3 separate regions of the Triticum aestivum genome follow, and all the other regions are linked to region 1. The links are chromatin contacts, called in public Hi-C maps. All regions are on one chromosome and are shown on one strand. Each heading gives the region's core, a stretch centred on a gene start, on an enhancer-like site or on the middle of the called end of the contact. The rest is flanking DNA. Distances are from core to core; before and after follow the strand shown. Region 1 holds the start of LOC123086941 (CBS domain-containing protein CBSX3, mitochondrial). Region 2 holds the start of LOC123086946 (GEM-like protein 1). Region 3 holds the start of LOC123086943.

The links. Hi-C and Micro-C count contacts between places; a contact is called where the count stands out from the background.
Region 2: a Hi-C map of leaf shows a contact between it and region 1, with 6 times the contacts expected there. The contact joins the promoter of LOC123086946 here to the promoter of LOC123086941 in region 1. A contact is called at or near these places in 2 of 5 Hi-C or Micro-C datasets (both in leaf).
Region 3: a contact with region 1 is called in a Hi-C map of leaf, with 3 times the contacts expected there. The contact joins the promoter of LOC123086943 here to the promoter of LOC123086941 in region 1. A contact is called at or near these places in 3 of 5 Hi-C or Micro-C datasets (all in leaf).

Annotation. Positions count from the first base shown.
Region 1 is chr4A:557,449,484-557,454,217 of IWGSC CS RefSeq v2.1, forward strand. LOC123086941 (CBS domain-containing protein CBSX3, mitochondrial) reads left to right here and starts at 2,413. Exons shown (of 6, transcript XM_044508808.1): 1 at 2,413-2,632; 2 at 4,498-4,734. The coding sequence starts at 4,504.
Region 2 is chr4A:557,682,945-557,687,678 of IWGSC CS RefSeq v2.1, forward strand. LOC123086946 (GEM-like protein 1) reads left to right here and starts at 2,432. Exons shown (of 4, transcript XM_044508813.1): 1 at 2,432-2,901; 2 at 3,016-3,105; 3 at 3,178-3,458; 4 at 3,540-3,913. The coding sequence starts at 2,733. The coding sequence ends at 3,716. It overlaps LOC123086947 (ATP synthase delta chain, chloroplastic), which reads right to left. Exons shown (of 1, transcript XM_044508814.1): 1 at 4,057-4,734. The coding sequence ends at 4,391.
Region 3 is chr4A:557,583,724-557,588,457 of IWGSC CS RefSeq v2.1, forward strand. LOC123086943 reads right to left here and starts at 2,088. Exons shown (of 1, transcript XM_044508810.1): 1 at 887-2,088. The coding sequence starts at 1,912. The coding sequence ends at 1,193.

The sequences.
Region 1 (4,734 bases), core at 1,163-3,662:
AGCTCCTGCTCGGGTCGTGCATGTCCCATGCATAACGGGTTCGACCCGCGTACCCGCCCCTGCATCGCCACTGGAGGCTGCCGTGCGGGCGCCGGTCTCGCCTGGCCCACGGGTGGCCTCGCCTGGCCTGCCACTGGCCTCGCCCAGTCCTTCGGCTGGCGCCCCGCCTGGCCCTCGGCTGGCCTCGCCTGGCGTGCCGCTGGCCTCGCCCAATCTTTCGGCTGGTGCTCCGCCTGACCCAGGAGGGGTCACGCCCGACCTGGAGGCATCTTCGCCTCGGTCGGCGGTTGCTTCGACCGGCCTGGAGCTGGACCCGGTCAGTCCCGCCTCGGCTGCTAGTGGGCTGGCCTCGCCTGGCTCGTCGTCGTCAGGGAGCCCTAGTGACAGCTCTCTCGATGCTGCAGCTTTGTCTCCATCACCGGTTGCGACGGTCTCGCCGGCACGGCCTGTGGTCCCTCTTCGTCCTCGTACGCGGAGTCAGTCGGGCATTTTCTGTCCGAAGGAACGCAAGGACGGGACTGTGGCATGGCTAGCCGCGTGCATGGCTCACATTGCTGCTGATCCCACTGCTGAGCCTCGACACTTCCAGGCTGCACTGAGTATTCCTTACTGGCACGCTGCTATGAAACAAGAGATTCAGGCTCTCCAGAAAAATGACACTTGGCAGCTTGTTCCTCCAGTATCTGGTGTCAATGTTATTGATTCCAAGTGGGTTTTCAAAGTCAAGAGACATGCTGATGGTTCCATCGAACGCTACAAGGCACGGCTTGTTGCCAAGGGCTTCAAACAGAGGTATGGTCTTGATTATGAAGACACGTTCAGTCCAGTCATCAAGCCTACTACCATTCGCTTGCTGTTGTCTCTTGCTGTCACTCGTGGATGGTCTCTTCGTCAGCTTGATGTGTAGAACGCTTTCCTCCATGGAATTTTGGAGGAGGAGGTTTATATGCGCCAGCCACCTCGATTTGTCGATCCTGCACGCCCTTGTCATCTCTGTCGTCTGACTAAGGCGCTATATGGACTAAAACAGGCTCCTTGTGCATGGCATGCTCGTCTTGGCTCTGTTCTTCGAGCACTTGGGTTTACTCCCTCCACTGCAGACACATCGCTGTTCCTTCTTCAGCGTCCTGAGGTTACGATGTATCTTCTGGTTTATGTTGATGATATCATTCTCATCAGTTCATCCCATGCTGCTGCTAATCGTCTTGTGGTTGCACTCAGTGGTGCCTTTGCTGTCAAGGATTTGGGTGCCTTGCATTTTTTCCTTGGTCTGGAGGTTTCACGTTCTTCTTCTGGTTTGACTCTTACACAGAAGAAGTACTCCCTGGATCTGCTGCGTCGTGCTGGTATGCTGAAGTGAAAACATGCTATTACTCCGATGTCTGCCACTGATCGGTTATCTGCCCTTGATGGAGATGCTCTTTCACCCGAGGATGCTACTGAGTATCGCAGTCTCGTTGGTGGTCTGCAATACCTTACTATTACCAGGCCTGATATCTCCTATGCAGTCAACCGTGTCTGTCAGTTTCTTCATGCACCCAGGACATCTCATTGGTCAGCTGTGAAACGCATTCTGCGTTACATCTGTTTTACTGTCTCCTATGGTTTGCTTCTTCAGCCTGCGCCCTCGTGTGAGCTCTCAGCTTTCTCAGATGCAGATTGAGCTGGCAGTCCTGATGACAGGCGATCCACGGGGGGATATGCGGTATTTCTGGGTTCTAACCTGATCGCCTGGAATGCTCGAAAGCAGGCCACAGTGTCTCGCAGTAGTACTGAAGCTGAGTACAAAGCAGTTGCTGATGCCACTGCTGAGATCATATGGGTACAGTCTCTGTTGAGAGAGTTGAGAGTTACTTCAGCACATCCTCCGGTTCTGTGGTGTGATAACATTGGTGCTACATATTTTTCATCTAATCCAATGTTTCACGCTAGGACGAAGCACATTGAGGTTGACTATCATTTTGTTCGGGAACGTGTTGCACAGAAGCTACTTTGTATCAAGTTCATTTCATCAAAGGATCAACTTGTTGACATCTTCATGAAGCCTCTTCCACAACCACAGTTTGTAGGCTGTAGGCACAATCTTAACTTGATGTGTACTTCAGGCCACAGTTAAGATTGAGGGAGGGTGTTAGACTGTATATATATGTAGTCTGTGTATTAATATTATAACATTGTATTGTACCCCTTGGTACCTCTATATAATGAAAAAGCCACACCCCGTTTAGGGTGTCGAGCAAGTTCCCAACATATTATGTTTTACACACACAAGCCCGTATGCATCCTGTCATTTCTGGCACGGCCCTGATTGTTTACAAGAAACTGCGCATAGTAGAGTACCAGCCTCGAGAAACCCTATCACTGAAACTGGAGAACGGAAAGTCCAAAACAAAAGGTTAAACAAAAGAGAATGGAACCAAAAGTGCAGAGCAGACAGGGCCGTGTGGATAAGACCGAGTGGCCTCACATGCCTCCACCACCTCACCGCGAGAGCAGCGGAGTGTCGCTTTAATTAGCGCTCGTCACCCCCCACCACTGCCTCCCAGCATCACAAGCGTCCCTCCCCCATCTTCTTCCTCCCCGCAACTCGCTGCTCCTCCCACAACCGAAGCTCAGTCCCGTGGCCACGCAGGTAAAGCGGCCTCTCCCTCTCCTTCTCCTCCCCCTTCCTCCGGTCCAACCAAATCCATGCGATGGGTCGATCCATAGTACTAGCTGCCTAGTTCATGACCGATCTGTGGAGTGTTAGTTCTAAAAGAAATGCGTCTACAGTGCGTGCTGTCATCTTGAAGCGAGCAGAAGGGTCAGATGAGTGTGCTCCCGGTGTTGTTCCTCTAGGTTTCTCCACGATCTGTTGTTTTTCATCTCATTCTGCTAGCCGGCCACTGTTCACTTTAGATTTAGCGGAGGAAAGAGACGCTGAAAGCAGGCGGAAAGCCGTCACCGGAAAGTACGTTCCATTCTTTTCTGTGATTTCTTCTGTTTGTTAGTGCGCTTGATCTGTTTCCTTTGCTGGTTTCCTTAGTTTTGTCTGTCCAGATTAGCGAGTGTTTTGTAGTGTGCTGTTCCTGCGCATCAATCAGAATCAGTTCGTGGTTGCACAAGTAGAAGAAATACAAGTTATTTGGTTCTAGGATTCATTCAAGGTAGGCGTGTCCCACCTTGTTTTGTGGCCCGTGATCCGGTTGTTCGTTCGGTTCTTGCACCGGGAGCGAGTTGATAGCGCCGAATCGAGCACCTTGGGAGTGCATAGAGTTCAGTGTTGCGGGTGAAAGGCGTCAGTTGGATTCCCTCTTAGTTGGTGATTCCTTATTGCTTTGATTGTGACATAAATAAATGCTCATAGTTTGCTAACTCTGAAAACGTCCTGCCAGAGACATATAAAGATGTTGTGTTAACACATCACATCAAGTAGGGTGGGTGGACATATTGATAGTGGGTTCTCTAAAGTATATATAAGTCCAAATGAGATTGATTAGTGGGCAGGACATGCTACGTGGCTATGCCGACGTGCCGGATTCAGTTCTTAGCAGATGATTCAACAAGAGAAAATTTGAGGACTAATTCGACGGATTTTTCTGTGCATAAATTACTTCCCTCCGGTTTTTCCTACCTCTTTACTGGCTAGTGTACAAAATGATAGATAAGCTCAGCATCATTTTCACTGCATCAGCCCACTAGGAAGTAGGAACTAGCTCTAATTTGATATGGTGGTGTTTCCTGTAGGATGGAGATAGGTTTGTTTGTTTGTGTGGAACGGTGAGCAGACCACAGCTGCATTATTGGGCAAATGCTTCCACTTATCCACTCTTTCACATTCTTTTTTTTTATTATATGTGTTGGTCAACTGCCATTGTATGGTTATGAGCTAGTCTCTTTGCTTTGTCTGACAGCATCCTTAGTTTTAGCCAGCCCCACATATTGAAGTCATGTATTAATTGATCAACCTTCTCCGGTGCTGTATTACTATGTACTTTGGTTCTGCCCCAGTTCCGAGAAGGCAAATTGCCTGATCCAAAAAACTTGTGAACACCTTTTTTAACCGCCACTTGCGCGCTCCTTGGCTCATGACAGAGGCACACGTTTGCAAATACTTACTTTCAGCCTGGGTTCATGTTAGTGTAAACTTCTGCAGTTGAGTTACATGTCATTACCAAAGCTCCATCTTTTCCCCATATGCACTTCACCTCATTTTCACATTCTATTCAGTTAGTGTTTCCCAATATCATGTGTTGCCTGCTATAAAAGTTCATCTTCTTGAAAGAATCAGTTTACGATATTATTTACTAATCATTTTTGGGATTGAATTGAATTTTTCTGACGTATAGATATTGTTTGGTCTATATTATTAAAAATTACACTGCACTTTAAAGAACTATCTATAACATCTCCATTCTAACTAAGAAAATAGTCTTTCTAATATCAAAGAAGTCACAAGTCAGTTATCCCCTTAGTTAAAAATAAAGTAACTGTTTCTTCATGTATGATTTGACACAGAACAAAATGCAGCGAGCAATTCAAGCTATCGGATCACATGGCAGTGTGCTCAAATCTGCTGTCCTGCAACACATCAGTGTTGTGAAGCCTGCTATGCTGCCCGCTGTGTTCCCACGCTTCATGTCAGTATCATCTGCTCAAATAGAGGAGAGTGGATTTGAGAGCAGCACTGTTGCAGACATTTTGAAGTCTAAAGGGAAGAGTGCCGATGGATCATGGCTCTGGTGCACCACTGAT
Region 2 (4,734 bases), core at 1,182-3,681, 230 kb after region 1:
GTCGTGCTACAGTCCTCTCATCCAAATAAGTACATGTTCTTGCAGGACAAGAGATTTAATTGATAGCTAACAAGTACCCGATGCTTGCAATTAGCCTGATTTACGGGTCTGATTTTATTAAAATTGGTCGGTAGGTCCAGCTCCTCATATTGATGGCCATCAAGATGCGCTTTGTGCTGGCATATGGTCTCCTCCAGCCTCTCCAACCTCTGTATCACGACGCATCATTGTTCAGTTCACAGTAAACAAGTTTGTTTAGGTTAGAACATATGCAACAATGCAAAACATATGTTGGTGTGTGGCCATGCATGGCTAGAGTTACCGTACATACCTTTCATAATGTTCCTCTGTAGCTGAATGTTTGCCATGCTTCTTATATCCACCACCATGTCCATGTCCTCGTTCGGCCCAAGCAGGTCATTTTGCTAGGTTCAGAAGGAGTGAAAACAAGAGATGGCTTCAGTATTAGTCAAATAGGTTCAGAATTCACAAACTGCTTTCAAAAAAATATACAGACCGACCATTGAAACTTGGCACACAGAAACTACAAAGAGAAGCTTCATTGGCAAGTGCCCCGGAGCCCCTCATCTCTTCCCTGATGTGGAGGCTCGCCCGCCATCTTCCTTGAAAACTGGAGGTCCGGCCACATCCGACACTCCTCAGCATGGCATCCTTCTGCTGGTGCATGGCTTGAACCCACAAAATGTTACTACTTACCAAGTTACCCCCAATGCTAAACCTAACGTTAGTGTATATTACTTCTAATCATTTTTATCACACCCTTATGCATCATTAAAACCAAAAGAACATCAACTAAAAAATAGAATCAGTGAACATGTACTTGTGAAAGAGAAAAAAAGCAAGATGAAACCAATATACAGTTTTTGAAGCCTTCCCAAGCCAACCAAGGCCATGCTAACGTTGGTTGTTCCGTCTGCATCGTCATGGAAGTCGCATAGCCATCCTGCATTGCTACCCAGCCCAATGCCTGGAACACACACAGGCCATCGTCGTGATCCTCCCAGCAGCTGGCACGTGATCTCCACACCAACCATAACCTCCGTCGTCTCCACTCCACCACATCTTGCGCCTGGTCTCTCGCCAACCAAGTTAACTTCTTGACGGTCTCATCCCCTTCCAAGCGAGGGCCAGCACGCCCTTGCAAGCATCCGCACTGGAGTGTCCGACCATCATGCGTTTCATTGGATCGAGCCCCTGGCAACCACCAGTATCGTGACTTCAGGGAGAGATAGGAGACGATGGTGCGGCGCCGGATCGGGAAGAGATGGGAAACGGGGCGGCGGTGCCGGGAGAGCTCCATGAACGGGATATGAGCCCACCCTCGCCGCAGCCACCATGGACTGTCCTCGGATACGCCAACCCCGGCGCTGGGGGTGGCCCCTCCCCGTCGCTGATGTCGCCGCCCAGCCGTCCGCCCCTAGCCCGGATTCCCGTCCTCGCACTCCTGAACATTGTCTCGATAACCGCACTGCTCCAGCATGGTCTCGAGCGTCCTCTGCCGTAGCTGCAACTCCAGGGCCTCTGAGGCCGCCCTTCGCCTATTCGCCGACGACATGGAGGCCGCAGGCTCCATCGAGAACCCTAGGCGCACGCGATGGGTGGCGGCCGACCGGCTTCGCTTCGCGGCTGGGGAGGAAGAGGGACATAGGTTCGTAGGTTTCAGTCACGCTGGTTTTTCTTGCTTGTTTCTTTTGTGTGTGCAGAATCGTGGGGAATCCTCGGGGATTGTGCGATCGAGGTTTGGAAGTAGGAAGCGAAGATACCACCTACCAACTGAGTAGAGATCAGAAAAGGTAAGAATCAACGTGTTAGGAAAGTTAGGATTTGAATTGATTTCCATAAAAATAGGTTTTATTGTTTATAACGTGATATCAATACCTGCCCGTTTGTGACATGCCTACCAACTGAGTAGAGATTAGAAAAGGTAAGAATCAATGTGTTAGGAAATTAGGATTTGAATTGATTTCCATGAAAATGGGTTTTATTGTTTGTAACGTGATATCAATACCTGCTCGTTTGTGACATGCATGGTTAGGAAAGTTTGCAAATGTTAAGAAAGTTTTTAATGAGAGAGTGAAAAAAATTACCGTGAGGATATAATAATGAAAGGTGAGACAAAAATAAACCAGATGAAAAAAACGACGAAAAAAAATCTACGAAGGTTAACCTACGAAAAAAACCAAACGAAAATGGTGGGACGAAAATTGACCGGCGGAGACTATCAACTGCTCCATTAGAAGTAGAGACTTGGGCCCTTATCGCTTTCAGAGCCGAACCTAGAATATGTGCCCTCTAAAATGGAACCGGATTCCGTATGGCGTTCACCATGATCCAGTGCTGCACGTTCAGTCGGGCCGCCATGGCCGTTCTTTTCCTTTGTTGCGAAGGCACGGCACGGCATGGCGCACGAGGGGCAGTCGCACGCGGAGATCCCAGATATACCACATGTCTGCTGGCGTACTGTATCTCGATCAGCTGCACCGCACCGCACTCCTCGCTTTCCCCTTTCCCCCGATCCTTACAAAAAGTAAACGCGCCAGCCGCCAGGCCCAGAGAACCTTCGCCCCATCGCCACTACCTCCGATTGATTCTCCCCCGCCACCGCCCGCCGCCCACCGCACCGCATCATTCCTCCTCATCCGTCGCCAATCCGCATAAGGCAGAGCTCCAGCCCGTTTCATTGCAGAACCAGACTAAACTCATCGCGTGCCATGGCGTCGATGCAGGCTCCCGCGCCGGCGCCGGCGGGGTACCCGACGCACGGCGGCCAGGCCGCGCGCCCGCAGTCCACGGCCGTCGCCGTCACGGCGGCCAGCAACGGCGCCGGCAACCCCTACGTGCAAGTCACCCCGGCCAGCGCGTCCCCGTCCACCTGCCAGTGTGCGTAACCGTCCTACACCCCTCGTCTCGTTCGATTCCTCAATACTGCTCTGTACTCTCGTGTGTCCGTCGATCCTGACGTCGGCGTGCTCTGGCGCCGCCTTGCAAGTGCAGCCATCATGAAGGCGCTGGGGCGGTACGGGAAGCTGCTGGAGGACGGCACCCGCAAGGCCGCCGACACCACCGGCAACATCTGGAACCACCGTGAGTATTACTCATCCCTGCTTCGGATCATGATGCACGCGCACTGACACCGCACGTTTTGCCCTGGCGCAGTCCGGACGGCGCCGAACATGGCGGACGCGGCGGTGGCGCGGCTGGCGCAGGGGACCAAGGTGTACGCGGAGGGCGGGCACGAGCGGGTGTTCCACCAGGTGTTCGGCGGCGTGCCGGGGGAGCAGCTCCGCAAGGCCTACGCCTGCTACCTCTCCACCTCCTCCGGCCCCGTCATCGGCACGCTCTACCTCTCCACCGCCCGCCTCGCCTTCTGCAGCGACTCGCCCGTCTCCTACCACGCCCCCTCCCCCACCCAGCCGCCCGAGCCCATGTACTACAAGGCAAGCATCCTCCCTTCTCTCATCAGCTTCAGTTCACTTGGCACTCTCAACAATCTCTCTCATTCACCGGCTGCGCTGCAGGTGGTGCTTCCGCTGAACCAGGTGAGGACGGTGAGCCCGTCGGCCAGCATGTGGAGGCCGTCGGAGCGGTACATCCAGGTGGCCACCACCGACAGCCACGAGTTCTGGTTCATGGGCTTCGTCTCCTACGACAAGGCGCTCAAGCACCTCTCCGACGCCCTGCAGCGCCGTCCCTGACCGATCTCCCGCCGTCTGCACCATCGCCGCTGCTATAAGCTCCGGTTCTCCGGCAGTGGCACTGTCCTGTCAGTGACTGATCAGTGTTTGTACTCTTCTTTCCTGTACCGCAACTCGCCCCATCAGCAGTTCTTGCTCTGGAATAATTATAAGACACCAATAAAGCTCCGTTGCCTGCCGTCGGTACGTATCACCAACCACTTCGCACCGAGAAAGTGTTACCAGCTATTTCATACTCGAATTCGTTGCCGGCTCCCTCCAATCCATATTAATGGTCGCAAATTTAGCGCAACTTTTAGTATGGATCGGAGGGAGCAGTAGGTTTCTCACACCAGCCTTCTGCTCTGGGATTACAGAGTATGTAACCCTGAACCTCGCATACAATTACAATCTGCAGCTTGTACAGTACCATGGCAGTATTACAGTACACTTGGTACAAACATAATAGCAGAAGCTAGTCAAGTGCCTCACAATTTACAACAACGTTACATAGCAAAACTGTTGTCGTCGGCGACGAACTTGCAGTCGATCCATCTTAGTCTGTATAGAGTTCATCATGCATGGCATGGAGATATGGCGGACGACGTGAATGAACTCGCGGCAAGCACGGCGAAGTGGTGGTGCGCGCGGTATGTGTTGTGTGTGGAACTATATGGGTATAATTGACGGGTGGATCAATGGAGCGGCGCGGGCGTCCGCGGGTGCAGGCGGTCGTCGAGGTCGGAGGAGTCGACGCGGTTCTTGAGCGCGGCGAGGCGGCCCCGGACGCTGAGGTCGATGGTGTGCGAGTCGTCGAGGCCGTAGCAGACGACGAAGCCGGCGATGAGCGACGGCTCCACCACGTTCTCGATGGCGAGGTTGACGAAGCCGGTGATCCGGCGCATCTTGCGCGCGATGAGCTCGGTCTGGCGCGCGTCGAGCGCCACGGCGGAGGACACCACCACGCGCAGCGCGTGCAGCGGGGGCGCGGCGGCGGCCACGCCCGCGCCCTCGCCGCCCTCCTCCGCGATGGACGTCA
Region 3 (4,734 bases), core at 838-3,337, 130 kb after region 1:
AGGATGACAAGTTAGTTGACAAGGAGAGAAGCTTTCTGCCAAAAAAATAAACTAAAGCAGAAAGGCTGTCATGCTTAGTAGCAACTAAAGTTGGCATCCTCACGTCACTAAACTTACTGTTGAAAACATTCTGAATTGCCACGTTTTTCGTCCCGAACATTCAATACTTATCAGATTCTTTTTTAATCTACCGATGCCGTAGTGAGCAGGATTTTCTTTTTAACAAAAAATGAGATAATTGGAAGCACCCTTTGGTGGACAAGTCTTGTACTCCAACCAAATGCGGAAGCCGTCTTCGTCCACCATCCACAGCAGCCTGGTGCAATTTGCTCCCAAATTGACTGTCTCTTTGTCACAATAGACTACCACCAGTCTACTATGGATGGTGGATGAAGACGACTTGGTCCATGGTTATATAGTCTTGTTTGCTCGCTTGTGACAAAGAACCCGTCAAATTGGAAGCAAATTACTACCACCACCATACTCTACTGGTATGAACGGCGGATGAACTTGCGATCTTGGCCACAAGATTATACCACCACTAATCATGCCGTCGGCGTCATTGGACCGGACGCGACCTGCCGCGAACGCTGTAGCGATAAAAGGATCCCGAATGGGCCCGGCAGTCCACGTTCTTGCCATTAACTATGTCTCACACTCATCAATCATCACCGAATCCTACTCTACTTTAAATTACTCGAGGAGACGTACCGCGTCTCAGTTGCCGCCGACGGCAGCCTACTCGTATCGGAATATTCGAGCCGTCACCGAGACGCATTGCCGTCGTGATCGCATTCGATTCGATCGTCCATGGCATAACCGAGACGCATCAATCAAGTAACTAACTTCACTCGCACCGAACCAAGAAACTCGAGAACAAGAGAACTTCATGATCAACAGTTGGTTTTCAATTCATAATCAAGCAATACAATCAGTAATCTGTACAGGTTCAAACGCGGGCGGGATTCGTGATTCCAATTACTCGATCACGATACGCCCATCTCGCGCGCAGGGGAAAAGCTAGAGCGTGAAGGCAAGAAAGAATCATCGATCAATGGGGTTCTTGCTTGCTTCCCGATGAATCTTCGGTCCGTTCTTCCCAGCCGAACCGGAGGCAGTTGCATCAATGGTGGCGGGGGGAGGTTCTTCTATGCTAGTAGTGGTACATCGGCGGCGGTGGCGGAGGCGGCGGCTATCGTCGGTGGTGGCCGGAGAGGCGGTTGAGCCAGGCGTTGCGGAGCTGGAGCTCGAGGGGCTCGCCGAAGCACTGCGCGCGGGCGAGGCAGAAGTGGGTGCAGAAGCCGGCGGGCGAGCGGACGCGGCAGGTGTCGAGGACGTAGCAGGCGGCGCACTCCATCCCGCGGGCCTGGACCACCAGGCCCCACACCTGGCGCGCCGCCTCGGCGCCGTCCTCCACCGCCGCGGCGGCCACCTGCTCGACCAGGATGATGCCGTCGGGCCGGCGCTGGCCGCCAGGCCCCCAGCGGCGGCGCACGTCGGGCCAGGCCTCCACCGACGCCGGCTCGCGCCGCACCGTGACGCCCTCCCGCCCGTCGCTGAACAGGTGCACCAGGAACGGCGCCTCCCCGACGTGCCGCACGATTTCCGCGATCGACTCCCGCATCCACCCCTCCACCCGCTCCTCCCCGACCGCCTCCTCCACCTCGTCCCCGCCGTCGCCCCCGATCACGGCCTCCAGCAGCCCCGCCTCGTCCCGCGCCTCCCGCCGGAGCTCCAGCCCCCGGTGCGGGGCGTCCGCGACCGCCGCCCGCAGCGCGCGCGCCGACGACGCCCGCCGCGGCAGGGGCGGCAGGAAGGACGACCGCTGCACCGCCCGACGCGGCGAGAGCCCCACCGACGACGCCGACGCCGGGCCGCACCCCCGCACGGAGGTTGCCGCCGCTGCCGCCATCGACCGGCGCGCGACCTCCCTCCTCTTCACGCGGGCGAGCGACGACCTTCGGTCTGACGGACGGACGGCTCCGGGGATCGGTCGGTGGTAAATAGATGATGACGATGATGGTGGCAGCTGCACTCGACGGGGCGGGCTCGCGCTTTGCGGCGGCGTCAAGCGTGAGTTGCGCGTACAAATAGGTCCGAGATGGAGGAAGGGGAAGCCTGCACGGTAGAGGATTCCGAGCCGTGACGACTTGCCTGCCTCCCTTCACACGCTTCCGCCCCCGTGGCGTCCTACGTGGACGCCGTTTCGGGATCCGCTGCGCCGAGAAGGGACCTGTGGGCGTCCCTGCGGGGCGATACGGGTTGCTGATTGGCTTGGATCGGTGTTTGGTGTGGTGGTGGGGGATGGGAGCGTGGGGAGCGAGCCGGGGCACGCTCCGGCACGCAGCGGGCGCGAGGCGGGAAGGGGGTTTGCCCGCGGGGGTGGGGGGCCAGGTCGGCGCCGCGCGACACGTCGGATGCGCCGTGTGCGGCTGTGCGCCTCGCGATGGGCGTGACGAGGCCTCGTGGGCCTTGGGTGAGGCGTGGCCTGGTAGGTCGGTGGTCGCCCGCGCGCGTCTCGTTTCCCTCGTGATTCCGGTGCCACCGCGTCGTGCTCTCTCTCCTTGCTTGCGGACGTGCTCCAGGCGTGCGCGGACCCGGCTGGCCCACGTGAGGCACGGGCTGGCTCGCGTACCCATTTTCCATTTTTTTTTTGACGTGTTCGTTTTCCATTCGGACGTGCGGTTTCCATGTCGATGCAAAAAAATTATTAGTGTGGTGGCGCAATATTGGTGGGGAGGAGACGGAGTAAAAAGAAAGATGCATTGGAAAAAGTGACAGGATATAGCGGTACCTAAATGTGTTGGTGGAATGGGTTTTAGGGACCTCCAGTTATTTAATAAAGCCATGTTAGCTAAACAAGGATGGAGGCTATTGACTAATCCCGAATCGCTATGTGCAAGACTTCTGAAAGGGAAGTATTATAACGGCAAAGACTTCATGACCGCTACAAGAAGAAGGGGATCCTCACACACATGGCGCGCCATATTGTTTGGTAGAGAAGCTCTTGAGCTGGGCCTAATCAAGAGGGTCGGTGATGGCGAATCAATTAAAATATGGGATGATCCGTGGATCCCAGCCAACTATAATTACAAGACCTTAGTAAAGCTTCGTCTTGCTGCAGTTAATAGAGTTAATGAGCTACTGGATGTAGATAGCAGAACATGGGACGAGGAATGTGTGAGAACTAATTTTACTGTGATTGATGCTGAAGCTATCCTGCGAATTCCAGTCAATGCGGGAGAGGATTTCTGGGCATGGCAACCTGATAAGATGGGCATTTTCTCTGTGAGGTCGGCTTATAAGTTGTTGACTGAGGAACAGGGTAGGATGACCCAGGCGTCAGGCTCGGACAATGGGTACTATAAGGCGTTTAAAATACTTTGGCGAATGGAGGTTCCTCCCAAAGTAAGATGTTTCTGGTGGAGAGTTATTCACAACTTTATTCCGTGTCGGGTTGTGCTGCAACATCGTCATATCGAGAAAATACCTTACTGTGAGGACTGTGGTGTTGAAGAAACTACATACCATGCTCTATTCACTTGCAATTGGGCTCGCAGGTTCTGAGAGCAGATGAAGATACGCACTGGGATTAAAATTCTAAATCTTCATCCTGATTCATGGCCCCTTGATATGATACAGGGAGGTAAGGTGGATCACTTTTCAGCATGTACGATCTTATGCGGGGCATGGTCAGTTTGGTCTGAGCGCAATGCCAGAAGACATGGGGAGCAGCGACGATCAATTGCAAAATCTATCCAGTGGGCAATAGATATTGCAGTAGATTTATCACAACTTGGGAAGGAACAACAAAAGTCTAGTCCGCGGGTGCAGGCTTGCTGGAAGCCATTGGATGAAAATGTTCTAAAACTGAATGTGGATGCTTAGTAATGGGAGGCTGCAGGTCATGGGGGTACCGGATGTGTTGTTCGTGGTACAAATGGGAACCTTATTCGGGCACAATCCAGATGGTACGAATTTGCCGCTTCTGCTAGAATGATGGAAGCATATGCAATTCGTGATGCGGTCCGGTTAGCGAGCGACATGGGATGGCAGCGGATCAAAATCGAGACTGATGCTTTGCAAGTTGTCAACTCGTGGAAGACCAAGCATTTGAAAGGGCTGATATTGCATGTCCTATGCAGGAGGTCAAGGAGCTATGCGGGAACTTTGCTAGTTTTAGTATATCTTTTGTTCGCAGGGAAGCCAATATGACAGCCCATCTCTGTGCTCATCAAGCTAGTGAGGTTCGTCAGAGATGTCTTTGGATCAACTTTGTTCCAAATTTTCTCCGTGATTGTATTACCCGCGAATGTTTTACAACTAAGTAATCTATAGAGCTCCTGAATTGAAAAAAAGGACTAGTGCGAAAGTTCGAGGAAGCACTTGTTTTGTATGTGATGGTCCAACAAGCTTCTGCCAAAGACGAATTAATCAAGACCTCTATTTTGATCATTTTAAAATGGGATTGCACCACCTTGAAACGACAGTCCAGCTATGGACGTACTCCCTCCGTTCCGAATTACTTGTCTTGGATTTGTCTAGATACAGATGTATCTAGCTAGCTAGATACATCTGTATCTAGACAAATCCAAGACAAGTAATTCGGAACGGAGGGAGTACGTTATTACTCCTCTGTGGCAGTGGTCTAAGGCCATGTTTGATAGCAAAGTGTTTTTTAAGTATTTTGAGAATACTACAGTTTTTAGGTTATCATAGTTTTATTTACAATGA